3 separate regions of the Mus musculus genome follow, and regions 1 and 3 are each linked to region 2. Evidence: chromatin contacts called from public Hi-C data. All regions are on one chromosome and are shown on one strand. Each heading gives the region's core, a stretch centred on a gene start, on an enhancer-like site or on the middle of the called end of the contact. The rest is flanking DNA. Distances are from core to core; before and after follow the strand shown. Region 1 overlaps Opcml (opioid binding protein/cell adhesion molecule-like). Region 2 has its middle 17 kb from the start of Spata19. Region 3 overlaps Opcml (opioid binding protein/cell adhesion molecule-like).

What was found. Hi-C and Micro-C count contacts between places; a contact is called where the count stands out from the background.
Region 1: a contact with region 2 is called in a Hi-C map of cerebral cortex, with 5 times the contacts expected there. The contact joins two enhancer-like sites. A contact is called at or near these places in 1 of 39 promoter capture datasets (embryonic stem cells), 2 of 15 datasets of contacts at CTCF or cohesin (the NIH/3T3 cell line and large pre-B cells), 52 of 484 Hi-C or Micro-C datasets (the AML12 cell line, DN3 thymocytes, the F1.1 cell line and 33 more), 4 of 115 datasets of contacts at active chromatin or transcription factors (embryonic basal ganglia, embryonic forebrain, embryonic midbrain and 1 more) and 1 of 9 other capture datasets (embryonic stem cells).
Region 3: a Hi-C map of cerebral cortex shows a contact between it and region 2, with 3 times the contacts expected there. The contact joins two enhancer-like sites. A contact is called at or near these places in 3 of 484 Hi-C or Micro-C datasets (the N1E-115 cell line, cerebral cortex and cortical neurons).

What each region holds. Positions count from the first base shown.
Region 1 is chr9:28,261,689-28,266,359 of GRCm38.p6, reverse strand. All of the region lies in intron 1 of Opcml (opioid binding protein/cell adhesion molecule-like), which reads right to left. Among named protein-coding and RNA genes, the nearest start is that of Gm39313, 130 kb to the left of the region's middle. Within about 2 kb of position 1,474, at least 3 of the 459 cell types and tissues checked have an H3K27ac peak or open chromatin away from gene starts, as enhancers often do. A contact at or near this core is called in cerebral cortex, where this site is marked.
Region 2 is chr9:27,411,351-27,415,476 of GRCm38.p6, reverse strand. No RefSeq gene overlaps it. Among named protein-coding and RNA genes, the nearest start is that of Spata19, 17 kb to the right of the region's middle. Within about 2 kb of position 1,251, at least 66 of the 459 cell types and tissues checked have an H3K27ac peak or open chromatin away from gene starts, as enhancers often do. A contact at or near this core is called in cerebral cortex and cortical neurons, where this site is marked.
Region 3 is chr9:28,335,386-28,339,946 of GRCm38.p6, reverse strand. The region is part of intron 1 of Opcml (opioid binding protein/cell adhesion molecule-like); the gene reads right to left. Among named protein-coding and RNA genes, the nearest start is that of Gm39313, 59 kb to the left of the region's middle. Within about 2 kb of position 2,961, at least 36 of the 459 cell types and tissues checked have an H3K27ac peak or open chromatin away from gene starts, as enhancers often do. A contact at or near this core is called in cerebral cortex and cortical neurons, where this site is marked.

The DNA.
Region 1 (4,671 bases), core at 225-2,724, 850 kb before region 2:
GAAAAAGAAAGCAAGCAAGAGTCTGGAGGCAGAAATTAGAGCAGAAGTGACAGAGAAGCCCTGCTTACCAGCTTGTTTTCCAGGACTTGCTCAGTTTGCTTTTGTATATAGCCCAGTACCATCTACCTAGGAGAGGTATAGACTACAATGAGTTGGGCCCTCCCACATCAATCATTAATCAAGAAAATGCACAGCAGGCTTGCCTACAAAGCAAGCTTAGGCAGGCATTTTCTCAGTGAAGATCCCCTCTTTTAGTGTTTGTGAAGTTGATACCGAACCAGCACACTTACAGCATCTAGTCTGTGTAAACAGACCAAGATTATTGTATAACAGGGAAATCAGCCAAATGACCATCATAGTCTACTTTTTTATATATATATATAACAGCTCCCAGTACTTCACTTGTTCTGATCCGAAGTGCAGTGAGATTTGGAGATGAGAAGCAGAATTCTGAATCATCAATCTGTGGCCCAATATCCAAAAAAAAAAAAAAAAAAAAAAATCACCTGCAAGTGATTCTCACTTCTCATATTAAGGACTGAGCTTTTAAAACCAAGGAAGGAATTATCCACGTTTATTCCAAATGTAACATAGTTTCTTTTCCTTCGCTACCCTTCCCTTCCACCCAATTCCTACCCTTATCTCCTTCCCTCCAGTCCCTTCCCTTCCCTCCTCTCCCCTTTGTATTCTCAGTTTTTCTAAATGTGTTAGTCAGCTTTAAGTCAGTATGTGAGTCAACCACCCTCCCAGGCAGGTCACATTTGGCTCATGGTTTCAGGAAGAACTTTCTGATGATGATGACCACTCTGGGCTGGTGGCAAGGCAGTCATCACAGCAGGGAGTCTGTGATGGGGGAAGCTGCTCACCTCCTGGCATCCAGAAAGCAGACAGAAAGAAACTAGAATGGGGCAGGGTACTGCTCCTGAGGACATCCCACAATGACCTTACTTTGCCCACTGGATACAAGCCCTTAAAACTCCTGCCAGCACCCGAGAGCTCCATGGACTCCTAACAACCTCTTTAACATATGGGATATGGGGGAGGGGGGATATGACACATCCACACTATAGCACAAAGCCTCTCTCTCAGTGCGTGATAGGATGCTTTCTTTACAGGAGTAAAGCCAGACCACAAAAGCAGCTAGAAGAGAATCACCCTTCTCCTCTCACCCTTGTGGAGATCTCAAAATGGAAGGTTATGACCTGACAACAGCAAAATGCAATTACAGACATATTTAGAGGCACATTATTCCACTCCTAAAACACAGTCCGACGCCTGTGTGCAGGTCTGCACTCCAACTGTTAGCCAAGCCTTAGCATAGAGGGAGTCCTTGAAGTGCTAGGAGGGGAGGAGCCAGCCAAATTCAATCTCTGCAGCTTTGCTGTCCCAAGGCAGCTACAGGATCCTATGATGCAGTGCAGTGCGTTCAGGAAGAAAACGGGCATTCTGCCTGGAGAGGGCTTCAGTTTAAGACAGGGAGTAGGATGTAGGATGCCACTAAAGCTGCTAAGCAATTTAAAGCAAACCCACACAGAGGCTTGGGGTTGCTGCATGCAGCGGTCGCCCCACACTAAATGCCTGTGGCCTCACTGACTGGTTGCATGCAGAGATGATAGCTCTGCCACACTCCACCTGGATCTAAATCTCATCAGCCAGCAGGACCACTACCTCCAGGGGGCTGCAGGAGTAGCAGCGGTTTATCAATGGATAAACCAAACAATCCTTTCATTGTGGGCATCTTCCAGGTAAGGAAGCTTGGGGAGGAAGAAGGTGGTGGCGCGGAATACCTTGCTGGGAGCTGATCCCTGGTTGAACTTCAACAAGGAAATGATCCTCTCTCCAAACTTTCCTTCATGTTTAAAACAGATTACGTGTCAAAAAAAAAAAAAAAAATCAGGGAATTGCTGGTAGTGTCGAGAAGATTCCACACTTCTACTTCCTTTTCTTTAGAATCTGAAGCCTGCTGATGAGAAGTGGGTAATAAAGAGGCTATGTTTTGACCTCGTATAGAATGGGAGTGAGATGTGGGGATGGAGTAGGGCAGGCATTGGAGTCCTGAAGACAGACAGGAAAGGACATCCTTGCTGAGCTCCGTTGCTTGCAATGTAATAAACTATCATCTAGAAGTGAGTGTTTCAATTGAGTTTTGCTGTAAACACTGATATTTCCTCCCTTCTGCTGCTCTTCCCTCAAGAGGCCTCATGTATATTTCACTATGTGTCCTGCCTACTATTACACTCATACATCAAAGGCTCTGAGGACAAGGAACCTGATTCGGAAAACATTATTCTTTTAAAGATTTATCCTCTCATCTTGACCAGCTCCGTAGGTGAACGGGAGCCGCTCTCCATAAATTATTTTAATGCGCTATGCAAAGGGGAAAAGGGGTTTTCTCACCTCTTCTTACGAAAACTTTTCTCCAAGTGGAATTAGAGAATACCTTCAATTTCATTTCTTCTTCATTTTTGGTTTGGTTTGGTTTTGGTTTTGTCCAAGTATACACAGGGACGTGAACAAATGGCACAGAAAGAGAAAAATAAATTCCTCAGTATAGATCAAACAGATCTAAGAATTTCATTAAAATCCTGTGGGGATCCCACAGAAGGGGCATGGTTGTCTACAAGAAAGATGTTCTAAGTGGATGTAGACACCTTTGAGTGTCTGTTAGACAGGCACATTTGACATTGTCCAAAGCCTGGTAAAAGTTCTCACTGTCAGGAGAGGGGGCCTCAAATATCCCGTCCTCAGACCTTACTCCACAACGCTTCTATACTCTGACCCTGAGTCTAGCTGACTTTCTTTGCCTCTTCAAGCCTGCACTTCATTAGAACCTCAGTGGAGGAAAGTTTATGGTTCTCGGATGGCCCTTGTTCACCTAAGTCTCACGGGTCCTGGCTCTTTGGATATAGGTCAAGTCAATATCAATGCCATTATGTGCGTCTTCTCTCTTAGACCCTGACTGATTAGGTATGAGAAGAAGCACAGCACAATTAAATTTACAAATGATAGCCTCTCGTAAAACAGGGGTTTAGATTTCTTCTTGCTTCTGGCATTTGTTTCCAGGATCAAGTAAAGGGTTTGGATAAAATCCTGGGCCCAAAGTGCCACAACCTCTGTAGTTACTACATCTCTATTCCATGCTTCTCCACAGATGAGGTCTCCTGACCTCGCACATAGTCTCCATGTAACTAAGACCTAGGATAGAGCTAACAGCATCCCAGAAGGCATAGCCACCTCTCCTGGATGCTCTCCCAAGTCACAGATGGAGAACCTAGAACAACCACTTCACTAAACCAGCAGCTATCTTCATCAGAATCTAAATTATCTGTCCACGTGCTCAGTCCTTGCCCTGCATCAAAGAAACTCTTTTAGCAACAGACAGAGACCATTACAGAAAAGCACTACCAATCAAAATGCAGAGTTGTGGAGCCCAGTGAATAAATCTAAACACAACTAAAGCTCAGGGGTCATTGTGAAAGAAGAGGCACAGTTACAGGGAGTTTGCTGTAAGATTATGTCTCTTATGAATGTCTCCTATGCTCATAAAGTGTCACCAATGTGACTGCCTAAATACAGGCTGAACAAGGACAACAACAGACATGCCAAAGGAGACAGAGACGGGGTTGGGGGAGGGCAAAAGGACTCAACCCTACATAGAGAACTTGGGCAGCTAAAGCATGCTGAGAGTGGGAGAAATAGTACACACACACACACACACACACACACACACACACACACACATACATGTAACAACAATTAATGAAAAAGGAAGCTACAGATTTCAAAGAACAAACAGGAGTTATGGCAGCATTTAGGAGGTGGAAATGAAAGAGGGGAGTGATGTTATTATATTATAATCTCAAAAATGAAAGGAAGAATTGTAAATTAGTCTATAAGCATTAATCACAGTGGCAAGGGTTCTAGTATGTGATGGATAACTTGTGTCATGCAAAGAAAGCAAGAGATCAAAAAGCAGTTTGTGCTCTTAGGCCTTTCTTCTCCAGGCCTCTATTCTCCCTTCCTCAAACCAAGAATGCTGGACAAATTCACATTGTGTCCAAAAGGAGAAAGGCCACAGAACATGTACAAAAGGCCTTGTAAAGCTGTGTCTCATGGGGCCTGCAGGATTCTCACAGTGTTGATGTTGTCTGCCCTGTGGGGCACCTCTGTAGGAAAACACATGTTGTCAGGCACTCGTGGTGTCTGTGGCTCTTACTTTTCTGATGTGAGCTTTTCTTCAGTCTCTTTCTCAAGCAACACTTCCCTCCTCCCTCCTCCCTCCTCCCTCCTCCTCCTCCTCTTCCTCCTCCTCCTCCTCTTCCTCCTCCTCTTCCTCCTCTTTCTCCTCCTCCAGCACCACCACCACTACCACCCCTGAAACCACCACTACCACCACTGGCCCAGTGTTTTCTATCTATTAATATAGGACATATCTTCAAGGCAGTTCCTGCATTGAGAAGAATTTCCTAGATGTTTTTTATCAGACAAGCTGTAAACAGGTTTGCTGGCTTGAACGTGTCAGTCAGGGCAAGGGCTGAAAGATAAAGGCACCTCATTTGGGGCTTGCTGTGGGGAACAAAACACAAAGAAGCAAAGAGTCCTGGTTTCATTAAAGAGTAGAGGGAAGATAGGTGGAGAGTGGGGACACGGCACTGGCTCACTCTGCAGGGC
Region 2 (4,126 bases), core at 2-2,501:
ATCGGCTCAAGCAGAAAGCTCACAAGGCACCTCTAGACCGAGTTAAATCCACAGTGTTTCTTTGTAGTTCTCTCCCTTTGCTAACTCTCCTGGACCACAATGCAGCAGAATACCCAGGGTCCCTGGCAGAAAGAATGGAGGGATGGGAATCAGAAGCAGTGGACTGTCCTGTGGGCTCAGGGGTTAAAGGTGCCATAGAGCAATACATCCTTCCAAATGCCCTCTGATCCCAACTGTGGCAGCACTCTTGGTTCCTGTACTCCTGAAGGAGAAGAATTTCTACAAGGACACAGACAACACTAGCAGCCAAAATTTACTTACAGCAAGCACAAAAGTGCAATTGAGCTGGTATATGCCAGAGAGAGAACCAGCCTTGCCCAGTATCTTCAGTGCCATCTCCCTTGAGGTTAGGATTGGTCCTTCCCTGCCCTACGGCTGTGGTCCAAGATGCTGCCCCCCCCCTCTCTCTCTCTCTCTATATATATATATATATATATATATATATCTCCAAGGTCTAGAAATTGTGTCAGTCTGTTAACACTGAACTGAATTAAATATTGGAATGTATATTAAAGTGTAGCTATCCATAAAGTCAAGAAGTTTATGGAAGAGAAATAGAGCCAGATACTAGAGGAGGGGCTCTGTGGGAGTAGAAGCCTACTAAAACCAGATTAATCCCCCCACTAGTTCTCTTACAATTATCTTTCCCAGTGCTCCAGACCTTTCTGTTTTAACACTATCATGTGCTTTAACCCTAACAGAGGAGAATGAAGAAAAAAAAAAAAAAATGCCCCTGGCTCCCTCCCAAACCTGACAGCACAATGAATCAAGGTTGTGCCCTGCATTTTCACCAAACCCCCTCCTCACAGGGTTGGAGGCCAAAGTCTCAAAGTACTTCACCCCAGATTCTAATAAGGCCACCTAGACACAGACACAGGTTCCCAAAGTTCCTGAACCCTAGAATATGCCTCCCCACAACCTCCTCTCTGGGAATCCCACCTGGCTGGGTATGCCAATGGCGAGTCCAGAGTAGCGCGCAGCTGTAACCTGAGTCTGCGCACAACAGCCAGTGAATTCATTCCCCCAGGAGTCAGCTCCCCACAGGGCCCAGCTGAGCAGATGCCTGTGCCAGAGCGCCTCTCCGAGCCAGCAAGCAGAAGACTGCTGGTCGCTGCTCCTCCTACACCCTGAGTAAGCACAGGAACTTCCCTCACTGGAAAGGCAGGACAGAGCTGGCTGTGGACACAGATGAGAGCATGCTGGTGGCTTGGGTACCATCTATTTGTTGGGGGAAAATCTGAGCAATTTACACCCTGGGTTGGACGTGTGGCAAAGGCACTCCTGGATCGACACCGCCCTCTGCTGGCCATATGCGGCCATGACAACATCCTTTGGACTGGAACACAAACCCAGGAAGGCCAAGCTTCCCACTATGAAAGGTGGAGAAACAGCAGCCAGTCCCCCCAGCACCTCTTTCAGGAGCATACAAGCTGGACTCAAAGAAGAGGAGACACTTCCTGTACCTTTTCCAGGAAAACCCTCTGTCTTTTCATGGTTTGTATTCCTGCACAAAGCATCAGGACCAAGAAAAAAGTTGGGGTTCCTAGGAAAGAGTTTGTTTGGCTTACACTTCCACATTGCTGTTCATCACCAAAGGAAGTCAGGACAGGAACTCACATAGGGCAGGAACTTGGAGACGGGAGATGATGCAGAGACTATGGAAGGGTGCTGCTTACTGGCTTGCTTCCCCTGGCTTACTCAGCTTGCTTTCTTATAGAATCCAAGACTACCAGCCCAGGGATGGCACCACCCACAGTGGGCTGGGCCTTTCCCCCTTGATCACTAATTGAGAAAATGCCTTACAGCTGGATCTCATGGAGGCATTTCCTCAAGGAGGCTCCTTTCTTTGTGACAACTCCAGCTTGTGTCAAGTGGACACACAAAACCAGCCAGTGCGTCCCGTTCCTGGCCACGCTGGCTTTCAGATGCCAGCCAACACACTAGGCGAGCACTGTACCTCTGAGTCCATCCCTACCCCTAGAGATTATTTCCCCTAGGTATGTGTGGCTCTTTATTACTCTTAAAGACCACCATGATCTTCATTCTGAAATTTTATGGGCCTGGAAAGCAGAAACTATCCCCTTGCAGAAGGGCAAGGTTACTGTCCCACGTTGCCCAAGGCTTATGCGATTGGTTCATGGGCGTGAGGAGCAATGGCCAGCAGCCACTGCAGCTAGAAAGTGCAGTGCAAATCCCTTTCCTAAACATATATGGTTAGGAGTCACTGTGGCTGGCCTGGCCTGAGGTTTGCCAAGTGTCAGACACCTACTGTACCACTGACAGTGGTTCCCGCCCTTGGACTTCAAAAAGACTCTGTGAACCTGGATCACAGTGAGGTTGAACACCTCCTCAAGATCAAGGTACCAAGGGACAGATGAGATTCCAGGGCCAATATGTGTGTGTGTGTGTGTGTGTGTGTGTGTGTGCGCGCGTGCGTGCGTGCGCGAGCTCTCGCTCGCGTACACACACGCTACACAGTCCCCCTCAGGAAAAGGCCTTGCATGTACACCTCTGCTAGAAGGTACACAGCTACTTAAAAGCCTTCCTACAAAATAAAGCCACTGCCCTGCCTTTCTCTGGGCTGTCCCTTCTCTCACGGCAACCTCCTCACATAATCCATCCCACACTCATTATGCTGGCCTCCATGCCCAACTACACACACACACACACACACACACACACACACACACACCAGCAAGTGACGAGTGAAGGCATAAACTGCAGTGCTAGGAGAGATGAGACCCAGGATTCAAAGGAACAATGGGGAGAGGACAGCAAAAGAGATGCCAACACTCAGGCCAGAGTCACGGCCAGTGGCTTTGTCTTTCCTTGAGTACTGCCAGGAGTAGGAAGAGGGTTCTGGGATCCCCCCTGCCCTACGTGGGTATGCATCCCAGTGACAGAGCCCGCTGAAAAATTCAGAAGCTGATGGTATCATCCTCTGTGACAACCAGGGCAAGATGAAACAGGTGGGCAGGGACCATCCTCACACAGGTTCCACTTCCCTGTGGGTCACTCAGAGTTCCCCAATTCTCAGAAACACCTGACATTTTCTCTAGACTCTCTTTTCCCTCTCTTAGGAAAATGGCTTTCAGCCCTACATCGACTGCTGGGTAATTGGAAGACATATAGAAGAGCTACTGGCTTGCGTGGAGGCAGAGTGCTGCCTCCCCAGACCCTGGAAGGATGGAGTACACCTCCCTAGAGCAGTCTATGAAGTAAGCAAACACATATGCATATACACTGTGTCTCAAACCAAGCAGAACCAGTTGATGCTGTTGTGTGGAATACCCAGAGGGTGCAACAACCACTAAGCCATCTGAGAGAGCCTAGAGGGGCCTCTTGTGCCCCCATTTTGTCCACGTTACACACCAAGATGAGTTGCCCCTATAGGACCAGAGCCTGGGCCCCTCCTAATGCTTTATACTTCTCAGCCTCCATCCTCTCCTTATACATCTTCCTTGCCCATCTGTTTTGTGTGGAAGGCCTGCCTGCATACTCTCACAATCACTGGGCATCCATTCCTTCCCATGTGGCCAAACTACCCCATTTTTATGTGCTGGCATTTTACTTAGGGTTTCTATTGCTCTGAAGAGACACCATGACCATGGCAACTCTTATAAAGAAAAACATTTAATTGGGACTGGCTAACAGTTCAGAGGTTTAGTCCATTATCGTCATGGCAGGAAGCATGAAAGCATGAAGGCAGACAGGGTGCTGGAGAGGTAGCTACGAGTTCTACAGGCAGAAGCAAGAGAGAGAGAGAGAGACACTGGGCCTGGCTTGAGCTTTTTGGATCCTCAAAGCCTACCCCAAGTGACACAATTCCTCCAACAAGGTCACATCTCCTAATAGTGCTTATGAGCCTATGGGAGCCATTCAAACCACAGATGGTTTGGCCTTTGGTGAGGATCAAGGCCAAGCTCCAACTAACTCAGGTATCTCAAGACACTTGCTGAGTCTTTCTTTACCTTGAGCTGAGGGTCCCCACTACATATGGTATAGCTTATGAAAGCAGCTTTTGTCTTAAGTCCTCCTTGTTGTAGCCCCGTAAAGCAATTCCCCC
Region 3 (4,561 bases), core at 1,712-4,211, 920 kb before region 2:
CACAATTAAATGTTTTCTTTTATAAGATTTGCTGTGGTCATGATGTCTCTTCACAGCCATAGAGACCCCTAACTAAGACATCACTGAAGCAAACTATAACCACCATCCAGTTCTCTGAGATGCACTGCTCAATGGACTACTGTGAGAAAAAGGCTAACACTAATTCTCACCAGGTACCCTTCTTCCTACCCACGGGAGCTGCACACAAGGCATCTCCCCTCTACTTAGCTATTATCAGAACCACAAACCAGAAAATCTTTTGACTGGCAAGAGACCAAGACATCAATTTTCATCCCACATCTGCCTGAAAGAGTAGGAGTGATGTTATATTACCAGTGACATTTTCTCACTGGAAAGATTGCCTGGATCATATTTATATTTATTTTCCTAAATGCAATATTCAAACCACTAATAGAACAAAATCTACTAATTAAATTTCATTCAATAATGCATTTTTCACCTTAGCTTAGCGGTGTCCTTGTACATTTCTGCCAGGATACTGCTAATAATGTCTTATTTAGCTTATAAATGGTGCTTATCATCAAATTCAAAAAAATTAACAAGCATCAATGAGCCTAAAGTGACAGCACAGTAAATAATTTGAAATGCCTCCACACTGTAGACCTATTTTTCTTTTTTGCTTAATTTGATTTCATTTATTTATTAAAAATTAAGCATATGGATTCAGAATGATGCTAGCACGGCTGCCATGGAAGTCCCTGATGCTGCCAACATGTCCATAGAATAGAAGAAACACCCAGCAGACTAGAGGCTCACCCCTTGAAGGAAAAACATTTCACAGCCCCCTAGCACCATGACTGGGCCCATTGCATCTTCTCCAAGATGGTTTTTGAACTCTGCTTCATCATTATTATTATTAATAATATTATTATTACTGCTACTGCTACTACTACTACTACCACTACATTTGTTATTCCTGGTTAAATTGACCTTCTGTGGTTAAAGTGAATTACTTGGAAGAGGTCTACAGTTTCTATGCCATTGGGTAAGGTTAATAATCCCCTTGTTGTGTGTCGTTCTTTGTGCTCATAACATACTTGAGACTTAAGAAGGACCTGGATGGTATTATCCCAGGCCAAGTACATTGTGTAGTAGCCTGTGACATGTGATCTCCACAAGCCTCCTCCATAGATGTGGTAGGTTACAATTATTCTGTTGTACTGACCAGGGAGCTATGGTTGAGAGAAGCTAATCTTCCATCCCCAGTCACAGTAGCAGCACACCCTTGACACCCCCAGGCTTTGTGACTTGACACTTCCAAGCTTAGGTATCCTCATTTGCCCTTTCTTCTCCAGCCACACTGTCACACATTTCCCAGAAGACAGAACTCCCATTACTATTGGCGTAAGGTCTCTGTTTGTGTTTATATTTACTAACTAAACATTATCAGTTCCGCTATTGGTCATTTATCTATTCCGATCAAATACTTAGCAAACATTTGTTTTGTATCAGGCTGAGTTATAGACATATACATGGCAGAAATGAGAATTCTACCCTCTTGTCATTCAGACTCTGGCATGTGCATGTGGGTGGTAAGTGCTAGACAATAAGGAAAATGAATGGTTATATTATGTAGTAGAACTGGGAGTGTTAATTGGAGAGCCGAGTAATAAAGAAAAAGCAACTAGAAGATTATTAGATGGACAGTGGTGGCTGAAAGAAGAAATGCCAAATTTGGTTCCCCGATTCTGCTTTGTGGACTCTTTCAGAAGGTTGATGCTTTTACCTCCTCCTCCCTGGTACATTTATTCCATAGATTAAACCTACCCCCAGTATAAGAGAGAATAGGATTTCTGCAGGTCTTCTAATTAGCTAGAGCAACGTTGACATCCAGTGGTGAATTTGATTCATCACAGGTGCCCACACTTAATGCCTATATCTCTGACTGTCAGGGGGTATATGGAGTGAGTGTTGGCCTGCTGTTTCTATGCAGCTTGGCCTGGGGTACCTCTACACATGTATACTCTCTTTCCATGCTTTAAACTAGTCTTCAAGAGCATGCAGGTTACCATAGCAATATGCAATAGCTAGTCTATATCCAAGGCATGTGTGTGCTCAAATTTGCTCGCAAACTCACTCATACACACACACACACACACACACACACACACACAAAGGCATCAAACTACCTAATATCTGTATATACATATTCTAACTATGTCCTTGCAGATGTTTGTATATATGGTTCCTATATTACTTAAAAACATTAGCCTGATGACACGGTATTCTTTCTCACATGGTCCCCTCTTTATCCTTAGAACTGTGTTGTAAATAACAAGGAAAGACTACCACCCTGTATCCTACAGACTTTTCCCTCAAGCTAATTCACAGTGTTGTTTCCACTGAAGCAGAATCAGGTATGGCTGAACTGGGCTTCCTTGCTGATCTGCTCATAGTAGCTCGGATATCAGCAGAAGCCTGCTGTCCCTGCACTGATGACAGTTGATTGCCTTCATCCAGGGGGAATAGTCATATCTTCCCAATGCTTGACCTGGAGAAACCAAAGGACACAGGACACTGCCTGGCCCTAAAGGGCACCAAGTCCGGAGCAGACATGGTCAGAGACAGAATAAAACTTCAATTCGACTCCCCACTTCTTTTTCTTTAAAGGCAGGACCCATCAGAATTTACAAGCCACTTACTAATTAATATTTTTTTGTGTATCCTAGTAATTGCCATGCATTGAAAACTTGGAGACAATTGTCTCACTGGAATCTGAGGCTCAAGCCATGCTACAAAGCTACATTTTCAAATCCCTTTTACCTCTTGATATGAGGAAAGAGAAGGAGAAAGAGGACCCTAAACTAGTTTAACACAATGCACAATTAAATATTGATTGGAAATTCTTCCTACGAATTTCCCCTCTACCTCCCTACCTCCACAGGGAGGTGTCTGGATGTGATTCCTAAGCTGTCCCCATACAGTGATTACGTTCATTAGGACACCAGCCTTGTGGTTAAAGCACTTTCCTTACTGCTGCACGTTTAATTAGACAACTCTTCCCCAGAAATTATTTATAGCCAGGCTGCAGAGCTATTGTTAGTCCCAATGTAAATAAGATTCAGGGCGGGAGTCCCAGTGCGCTGCAGTGGCTGGCACTGCCGCCATCAGCCCACTCCTGGTGCACACTCGGGGACTGCTTCCAAGCCTTTACAGCTAGATCGCTGCTGTTTAAAACCCCTGGCGTGATTCTCTAATGAAACTTTTAATACAAGCCCTTCCAAAAGACTGGGAATCTACCAGGTCAGTGTGAGTGCACGGAGGAGGAGTTAAGAGAAGAAGGGGAGGAGCTGGGAGAGACAGGAGCTGCCTCCAAGGCAGTACTCAGCTTTCCTAGTTCAGCTAGGGAAGTGTGCACATGATCTGTTTTAACACAGCCATCCCACATACAAGCAACTGCTTTGGGCACTGATGGTTAAAGACCCAGATATGGATTTTCAAGTATAAAGCTGTGTTTGCAGTCTGGGCTGGTTGAAATGAATGTCTGGGGACTGGGAGGTAACCTGTGAGCCCAATGCCCTTTCAATACAGTGTACATTAAAAGTGTTGAAGCTGCTTCCAAATCCAGGGCTTGGACTTGGTGCTGGCATGATGAGGGCAGCATCACCTCTGTCTGCAAGATGTTCATAATCAGGTGAACACCATTAGTGTGTAATCAAAGTAAACAAGAATGCTATTTGAAGAGCTTTTCATATCAGCAACCATGGATTGTCCAGGGCCCTCTGGATACTGCCACTTTGCATCATTTAATGAACTGCCTTAGGAATAGAATGCTATTATTGCAATGCCGGTGCCAGACTTTTCATTGCTGTGACAAAATGCCTGATGGAGTAACTTACAAGTGAGGTTTCTCTTGTCTCATCTGCTCAGAGGTTTCAGTCCATGGTCAGTCTGCATTGCTGCTTCTGGACAGGGATGAGGCTGAGCGCCATGGCAGGGTGGGCAGGGAGGGGCAAACTCAGCCAATTACCTTAGGGCTACCATCAGACAGAGTATTAAAGCTTGAGTATAAAACATACCCTGTGGGCCTTTGTATTGAAGTTGGTCCCCAGCCAGGTGCTCTGTGTGGAAGATGTGGGGGATCTTTGGGCAGTGGGCAGAGCTGAAGAAAATAAGTATCTAGAGTTGTCTTTGATGGGTATATTTGGTTCCCTCTCTGTCTGCTACTGATCTGTCAAGAGCGCATAATCTTCCCCATCACCTGATCCCATGGCCAGGATGTTCTGCGCAAGCCCACGTAGCTGAGCACCCAAGGACCGAACCCCCTCAAGCCCTGCGCAAGCCCACGTGGCTGAGCACCCAAGGACCGAACCCCCTCAAGCCCTGCACCCAAACAAGTAAACCTCTTCAGGTTGTTTTCCCTCCGTCTCTGCCATGGTGATGCAAACGCTGCCTAACACTGAGAGAGCAGAACAAATCCCAACCTGGCCTTGGATATCATATTCAAAGTGGCTTTCTCTCTTAGTTAGGAGACTGATGGCCCCCTCACAGGTACACCTAAAGGCACGCTGAACATCTCTTCATGGACACTTCTCACAAG